Linked DNA regions of Rattus norvegicus: regions 2 and 3 are each linked to region 1. A link is a contact called in public Hi-C data. All regions are on one chromosome and are shown on one strand. Each heading gives the region's core, a stretch centred on a gene start, on an enhancer-like site or on the middle of the called end of the contact. The rest is flanking DNA. Distances are from core to core; before and after follow the strand shown. Region 1 holds the start of Ets2 (ETS proto-oncogene 2, transcription factor). Region 2 has its middle 48 kb from the start of Ets2. Region 3 has its middle 39 kb from the start of Ets2.

Evidence for each region. A called contact is a pair of places that touch in the nucleus more often than the background predicts.
Region 2: a Hi-C map of the A7r5 cell line shows a contact between it and region 1, with 2.8 times the contacts expected there. The contact joins the enhancer-like site here to the promoter of Ets2 in region 1. A contact is called at or near these places in 10 of 12 Hi-C or Micro-C datasets (the A7r5 cell line, the Rat2 cell line, frontal cortex and 5 more).
Region 3: a contact with region 1 is called in a Hi-C map of liver, with 2.2 times the contacts expected there. The contact joins the enhancer-like site here to the promoter of Ets2 in region 1. A contact is called at or near these places in 4 of 12 Hi-C or Micro-C datasets (kidney, liver and psoas muscle).

What each region holds. Positions count from the first base shown.
Region 1 is chr11:48,489,739-48,492,503 of GRCr8, reverse strand. Ets2 (ETS proto-oncogene 2, transcription factor) reads right to left here and starts at 1,447. Exons shown (of 10, transcript NM_001107107.1): 1 at 1,223-1,447.
Region 2 is chr11:48,441,602-48,444,366 of GRCr8, reverse strand. No RefSeq gene overlaps it. Among named protein-coding and RNA genes, the nearest start is that of Ets2, 48 kb to the left of the region's middle. Within about 2 kb of position 1,321, at least 7 of the 93 cell types and tissues checked have an H3K27ac peak or open chromatin away from gene starts, as enhancers often do. A contact at or near this core is called in the A7r5 cell line, where this site is marked.
Region 3 is chr11:48,528,212-48,530,976 of GRCr8, reverse strand. No RefSeq gene overlaps it. Among named protein-coding and RNA genes, the nearest start is that of Ets2, 39 kb to the right of the region's middle. Within about 2 kb of position 1,391, at least 16 of the 93 cell types and tissues checked have an H3K27ac peak or open chromatin away from gene starts, as enhancers often do. A contact at or near this core is called in liver, where this site is marked.

The DNA of each region.
Region 1 (2,765 bases), core at 198-2,697:
AAATTTAAGTCCATTTATCCTACTGGATGTGCTTGCTAACCCCTGGGACAAGTCAAGACTCTAGATAAATCAATTTTCAAGTTTAGAGCTTTTTGGTACTTTGGTTGGGGGGGGGGTGTACAAGAAATGGAAGAAAATGGCAGAAATGTAATGGCTGAGAATAGTTAAGTTTTGAAACAAGAATTTCCCGGATAACTGTATCCTTATTGGAACAGGTAATCACTTACATAAAAGAGCATAGGTTTGTATTTAGGTAAAATTTAGGTTAAAAAAAATAAAAGAAAAAAAAACCTTTTGAAGGTTGGTTTGCTTTTCGCTTAGCGATCAGTTTAGAGAGATGAATGACTAATTCCATATATGAGAGTTTGACTATTTCCCTGTGGGATGCGCGGTGTTCACATTAACTGTACTGCAAGATTACTCAGATTTTAATAAAAGCTTAACACGGAGATGTATCTCCCGATTGGCGTTGTGGGCAGACTGATAAGGGCGCAGGAGCTTTCACAGCAGGGAGTAAGTCTCTCTCTCAACAGTAAATGACTCCTGTCTCCAACCAGGACTGCACACTGCTTTACTTTCTAAATTAGTAGCGAGTCAACTACTATTTTAGGCTCCCCTGAAATTGAGTGCAGGCTAGTACAAGTCTTATGAGATTAAATAATAAATTAAAACCAAAAAAAAAGGTCAAATATGCAAACGCTTCGGGTTACCCCTTCATTCATATGTTCTACGGGGAAAATAAAAGCAGAACAGCCACGCGCACCCCTACTTGGACGTGTCCCGTACTGGCTTCCCAGGGTCCAGGGGAACCGAGAGCTGGCCGAGCAGGTGACATGTTCCCGGGAGCCGCAACTTCCCAGGTGTTTCAGGCGTCGGACACCCCCACATCCTCCCAGGCCTAGCTCCTCTCCCACTCAAGTCACCCCAAACCTGGGGCTACTTCGGCCATCTCTCCAGGTGTCTCAAGCCCCCTGGAGAAACACAGACCCGCGCCCCAGGCAGGAACCGCACAGAGCGACCACTGGCTTCCCTAAAACAAAAGCGGGCTGCCCGCTCCCGGCCCGGTTCCCGGATCCCCGGCTGAGGCCACTGGGTGCCTAGGAACCAGCTGGAGAGGCTCCGGGGCGCGCGATCAACCGGCGGGAGCAGGGGCCGCCCGCACTGCACCCCACCCCGGGCGGAGTCCCTCCCGAGGAACGTCGCGCACGGGGGCCGCTCTTACCGCGCCGCAGCAAGCAGGGCCAGCCGGAGGGCGGCGGGGAGAGGAGATCGCGGCGGTCCCGGCCGGCAAGGCCCAGCGAGACGAAGGCGTAGGGCCGATACGGGCGCGCGGGGTCGGAGACGGTGGCAGGGACTGGCGGGCCTTAGTGGTGTCCACTCCGTGCTCAGCACCGCGGTGGAGGAAGTAACCAGCCCGATCCCCTGGCCGCGCGCTCTTCTGGAGCTGGGGGAGGGCCGGAGGGGACCGGGGGAGGGGACAGCAGGGGTGACGGAGGGAGCGCGGAGGAGGAGCAAGCGCGAGGCCGGCGTGGGAGGAGAGTGTGCTCCCGCAGCGGCGGATCCACGCTGCTCCCGGGCCCTTCCCTGCGCCCCTGCAGCCGGCTGTCGCCTGCCTGCTGGCCCCTGCTCCTAAGGCCCAGCTTGGGCCTTGTGCCCAGGAGGTTCAGCTAGAAGGGCAGGGCCGTGTCCGCCCGCGTCTCCCTGGCGCACGGCCGTCTGCAGGTCCAAGCTGGGGGCCCTGGTGGCACTTGGATTGAGTGGTTAGGCTTCTGCGGTAGAACCGGTCCTGTGTTTGGAGCTACGTGTGGGTCCTGATTTCTGGTCCCTCCGACGTGAAAAGACTCTTACGTGGGGTTAGGGAGGCACAAAGTGGGCGGGTGGCGGAGTCGCGAGTGGAAGAGCAGAACGTGGCGCAGCCGCTTGAGTCTTGGGAGGCCCCTCCTACTACCTAGGTGTGGATAGCGCCCCCTAGGGCTGAGCCGAGTCTTAGCGCCAACCTAGCTGAGCACTCCGGCGCCATCTATTATTAGTCTTACTAATGCTTCAAAGCACTGGTGTTTTACTTAACATGGTCTGCCAGGTCAACAACATGCCAAGTCCAACGTGACTCTCCCAAACTCATGGTCAAAACACCAGCCAGAGGGTGGTTTCCTTTTTGGTGAGAAGGCGCCGAGTCCATGATTGGAAACCTATGTGATTGGTCCGGAGGCATAGGTGTACGTTCAATATTATTGCGTTCCTCCTTGAGTTTAGATCGATACCCGAGATTTGTAGGAAATTGCAAATGGCAGGCTTAGTCAAGGCCGCGGGACCGACGATTGGTACAAGGACAGACTTGCTGGGAAGGGAGTAGAAGGTCCCACCTTCCCTTGTACTCAGGGTTCCTGGTTTCCATGGCAACTCCCCTTCTGAAGTTGTTGCCAATCAAGATACTGTTGCATTTGATACTTCTCTCTAGTGTATCACCTTTGCAGGAGTCAAGGCCCAATCCACTAAGCTAAAACAGCTAGGTTCACAGGGGATTGATATTTCCTCAGGGCTTCTCCGTGTGAATTCAGGTCTGGACCAGAGAACCCAGGTCAAGGAGGAACTCCCTAAATAGAAGACAGATTCCCTGTTCCGTTTCCATGGAGACATGGAGCGGCATATGCTAACTTAAAGAAGGAAAGAAAAAAAAACCAGCAGAAGGTACGGACTTATCTGAAGGAGTGTGTCTGTGGGCCCTCTCTCCCCGCACCTATGCTCACACCTTGACCACGTGCCTG
Region 2 (2,765 bases), core at 72-2,571, 48 kb after region 1:
GTACACAATATTTTAAATAAGATCATCCCCAAAGGACGGTCTTTAAACATACCAGAGCCAAAGTCAGTGCTTGAAAAGATTGGGATATCCGACCGAGGCCGAGACAGTTTAGGGAGCATCTTCAAAATGCTTGCGCCCGGCAGGTGGGACTCAAAAGAATTACCGGACACCTTTTAAAAAGAATGGTAATCCTGTGGGCAAAAAATAGTGTAATTCCAAGTTCCAGGCTTTTAGTAGGCCTTTTGAAAATCTGAACAAAACACCAACAGATGAAATATTTTGTGTTCTTGCCCCGAGGTCCCATGCTGTACGTCAGAGTAATCTGCCAGGTGACACCAACTTGTCGTGTGGCATGCAGAGGCGAGGACAGGGACCGTCTGCCCCCAAACACCATCCAGAAAACAGAGGCATTTTAATTTTGCCTCAGAACAATTACAAACTAATCATTCAGCTGGCGCTCTTCCTCCTGGCAGAAGCTTCTCCGATTGCATAATCATCGCCGGGGCGCCTCACACTCGGCGCGATTTCCACATCCATTTTACAAGCTATAACTTGTCTTCTAATGTAAAGCACACTGGATTGTAAACCCAAGCGAGGGAACGGAATGTTCTCTGGGCTCAGAAAACCCAACGCGTTCACCCTCTCCGTGCTCAGTGCTATAGAACTTGTCTAAACAAATTTAGCCCAGCCTCCCTGTTAGAACAAGTAAATGATACGCTGTGTATCATGTTAGGACTCAGAATCAAAGGCGGAGAGGTGGGCAGGGGCAGGAGGGAGACATAGAGAGAAAGAGACACAGAGAGAGGGGGAGCGGGGGGAGAGAGAGAGAGAGAGAGAGAGAGAGAGAGAGAGAGAGAGAGAGAGAGAGGCAGAAACAGAGAAAGACAGAGACAGAGACAGAGACAGAAAGAGAGTCAGGGAGAGACAGGGAGACATACACACAGAAAGGGAGAGACATAGAAAGAGAGACAGAGAGAGGCAGAGACAGAAATGAGAAAGTGAGTAAGGTCTGTGTGTAGTGGGGAACTTTTCACTTTTAATAAGGCCAATCTTTTCTCTGATGTCATAGTTATAGCAATATATGCAAAGACTGGTTCCATCACCTTCCCTGAGAGGTCCTGGGCCTGCTGTCCTGTCCCTCTTTAATGCTCCTCACTTGGGAGACAACCATGTTTGCAGTCCTGCCGTGTATAGCACCTCATCTACTGTTTCACAAGCAAACTCAATTCACTTCCCCCAGAGACATAAACAGCATGTGGCTAGGCCTGTGTGTGAGCCCTGGGTGTGGTCGGTGGCCCGCCTAGTCCAGGCCTCTGGGAAAACAGCACCCCCTGCTGGGCAGGCAGGGAATTGCCCAGGCACCACAGACCATGAGAGGGCTTGGTAAGTCCTTTACAGAGGGAATTAGGACAATGGGAGAACATGGGGCAGGCCCTAGTGCAAGAAAACCAGGCCTTGATGAAGAGGCACCAGGACACATACACTTGCAGAGAGAAGCTCCAGAAGGGGAAAGGGTGCCATGTGTTGAGCAAAAGAGAGGCCCTTACTCACTGCTGTGCTAACTTAGAGAGAAATGGAGTCCCAGAGAGTAACATGGAGTAGACTCAAACTCCAGGCCAAGAATTACTCTAGGACCAGACAGTGTGGCAGGGCAATGAGAGGCTGCCACTTGTCTATGAAGAGAGACTATTGTCTCTGAGATGATCCTTCTCTCAGGAGAGGGAAGGCGTTGTGCCTTAAGCGATGGGCCCACAATCTGCTGATATCACCCAGTTAGAGACATTTGGGGCCTTTTTGTTTAATTTTGTTTTAAAATTTATAGCCAAACAGGTGTTTGAAAGGTCCCAAGGGTATTCCTGTGTAAGCAGGGAGGTGGTCCTGGAGTCCGAGAATTATGAAGTGGTATTTAATTCAGTCGGAAGCTTTACCAACAAGGAGACCGGCTGGCATGGGGGGAGGCATAGACCCATTGCTCTGGCACTTGGGTGGGGTGGGGTGGGAGTTAGGAACTCAGAGTCACACTTCAGCTACACAGTGAATTTGGAGCTAACTTGGGATACTTGAGACCCTGTCTCAGATGGCAGTCAGTCAGAAATACTGAGGATTAAGGAGTTGTTTCTCTGCATAGAACATACCAAGCAGTCTGTGTAGTGCCCCCCCACCCCACCCCCAGAGTTCGGGGCATGCATTTGTCCTTGGCATCTGAATGGTACTCTTTCTGAGGTTTGACTCAGTCTCCAACGTTGTCTGTTTTCTTTCTTTCTTTCTTTTTTTTTTTTTGGACTTGCAAAAAGGTTTATTTATTTTTATTTTATGTGCATGAGAGTTTGTCTGAATGTACATGTACCAGGTACACCCAAAGAGGCCATAATGGGGCATCAGATTCCTTGGAACTGGAGATGCAGACAGTTGTGAGCCACGATGTGACAGTTGGGACCCAAATTCAGGTCCTCTGAGAGAGCAGCAAGTGCTGTTACATGCTGAGCCGTCTCTCCAGGCCCCTGCTGTGAACTTCTGATGTCCCTGCGAAATATCTCCAGGTGGTCCCCTTGTGTGAAGCTTTTTGCTGCGTCTGAGGAACATATGTGTCACCACAAACACGTTCATGCATGTTGAGAAGTCATGTTCCGTCAGCCCCTTGGACTCCCTGACAGTGGATGTTGATTGTCAACCTGACAGGCTATAGAATCACCGTGAAGACCAACCTCTGGGCACATCCTATAGATTAAGGTCACTGAGGTGAGGAGATCCACTCTACTGCAGCT
Region 3 (2,765 bases), core at 142-2,641, 39 kb before region 1:
GGATATAATAAACATGAAGTAGACAGGAGTGAAAAATGTCAAACCTGAAAAAAAAAAAAAAGAATCAAGCAAACAATAGCAGTAAAAACAGATGTGCAACCCGCAGCTGGTAAACATCTAATGGGATCCACTTAGCCCAGGAGATGTGCACTACCGCAGGACCAAAAGGTGGCAGGACAGACCCTGCAGACTGAAAACCAAACCGGACAACCGAACCAGCGACAAACAAGCACGGGGAATGCTCAGACCAGTTCACTCTAGCCATTTGGAGTACATCTTTGTCACCATGATTGTGTTTGCACTAGATTGTGTTTGCTTTTCCTCTTAGAAGGTGTGTGCAGAACAATGGAGCAGTGTCCACCATGATTGGGCGCAGGTAGTGAGCTCACAGCCATGCCCTGCTCTCTCTCCTTTCCAGGCTCAGGTGGCCCCTCCCCTTCTGTAAGCTCTCCCTCCAAACAATGATGCCACCAACTGTGGGTAGAACTTATTCAAGGGGAAAAACCCGCATCTCTGCTGTCTTGTTCCAGGCATTGTTTCCTAAGCAGAGTATAATGTTTATATTGCATTTATACTGGTTATTATAGCTAATCTAAAGGTATTAACACACACAGGGAGATGAACATAGACCATCCTATGTAAGGGAGGTGGAACACAGATTGTGTTTCGGGGCTGACCAGGAATGAGTACTCTGCGGGTACAGAGGAAACTATATTTAAAATATCCAAGAGACTAGGAAGATGACTCAGTCCATAAATTACTGGTCTTTACAAGCATGAGGGCTGAGTATGTTCCCTAGAACTCTCATTTAAAACAAAAAACAAAAAAACAAAAACGCCAGGACTGGAGGCCACACTTGTGATCCCAGCACAGGGAGACAGAGACAGGTAGGTCTCTGGGGCTTGCAAGTCAGCCAGTCTGGCAGGAACATCACTGGAAAATACCTGTGGCCTCCATATGTGTTACATGCATGTGAACACACATACACTTTTGAAAATCTAATGCATAGTTGGGAACTGTAAGGCAGCTGAGATGTTAGTCAGCAGGGAGACTCACTACATACATGTCTGCCTACAAGGATAGTGTTGTAAACTTGTCACTCATAGGGCAGGGCAGGGCTGGGCCTTCCTTATGGTCAGCATAAGGAGATAGTGAATTGAGACTAGCGAACTGCGGACCCTCTAAGGGATCGGTCGTTTGGCCTTCAGTAGGCCCCTTTCACAAGGACCAACATGAGAGCATGGACTGGCTTCCTCTAGCTACCAGGGATAACTTGAACACAGCCTGCAGCCGTCAGCATGGCTCCGCTCTGTAAACAGAGGCCTGACCTATTTAATTCTTCCCAGAGGTTGGGTAAGAGCTTGACTCACGCAGACATGAAACTGTGGCCTAATTGGATACTAATTACTCAGAGAGCTGCTGTTTACCCAAACTTCCAGTAAACTGGACTCCTCACGCCATTTGAGCAGGCAGCAAGGGCAAGAGGCAGCGAGGAGTGCAAAGCAGGTCAAGACTCGTCATCCCTGGAAGTCCTTTTGTAAAAGATGTGATGTCACTAATTGCTCAAGGATAAACAAAAGCAAGGCTGGTGAAGCCTAGTTTCTGGATTGAGAATGGCTTTCCTGCGTTTCTAAGGGGCCATCCTCTTGGAAATATTTTCAAATATGTAAGACTAGTGGGAATGCCAGGCAGGGTCCCCTAACAGTGTGGTAGCACACATGCACACACACACATGGACACACGTACACACACTGTGATAGAGTAATCTGCAATGGAGATAAACCTCTGTATATCCAACAACTTAGCAAAGAAAAGGAGGTGGATGGGCAGCCTTTTAGGGGACCCAGGTGATGTCAGGGTAGGACTGGGCAGGAGGGACAGTGGGGAGCAGGCCTCTGCACGCATGTAATCCTTTCCATGGAGAAGAACGTTAAGTAAACCAAACCCAACATGTGTTATATTCTTGCTTACGTGTGAAGCCAGAGGAGGTGATATCATAGAAACTGAGAGCAGAGGTCACTGGAGTCACTGAAAGGTGGGGGAGGGGAAGTAAGTGTCAGATTAAAATGGTGTGGGATGATGAAGTCATGTTTATTGTATATTTTATAAAGAACTAGAACCAATCCCCAATACTACATAGTAAATGCCCAAGGAGGGAGAAACGCACATGACACAGAGTTGTCACCATGTTACACAATGCATCAAATTAGCATACTGTGACCCATACATATGTATAATTTCACTCACACAAAACATTTCTTTGAAAAAAAAAACAACCCTGTATATATGGAAGCTATATCACTATTTTTCCAAATGTCAGCCATTATGGGTGATTCATTTCAATTTAAGCTTTTCTTTTTCTTCATTCCATACGAAATGGACCCGAGGAGAACAAAATTCCTTCTCGGAACATTGTCACTCCTTTCCTGTCACCCGTGTGTCAGCGGCAGCGCTCCCATGACTCTAGACACTACGGTGGTAAAGGGCTTTGACAAGCTGGAATAGACGACTGGCTGCCTCCCGTGAACAGAGGAGCCATACAGCTCACTCAGAACTAAATAAAGCCACCCTCACCCCCACCGCACCCCGCTCCCATGGTGCCGTGAGTCTCCTGTGACTGCGGAACAAAGTGCTTCCACGCAGTCTTTCCACAGCCGTACCACACGGCTCAGCCCTCAGAAGTGCGAAGGGAGAGGTAGCCTAGGCGCATTGGAGACCCTCTCCTAGCTTCTCTGCAGCTCCTCTGGCTGTCCCTTACTGGTGCT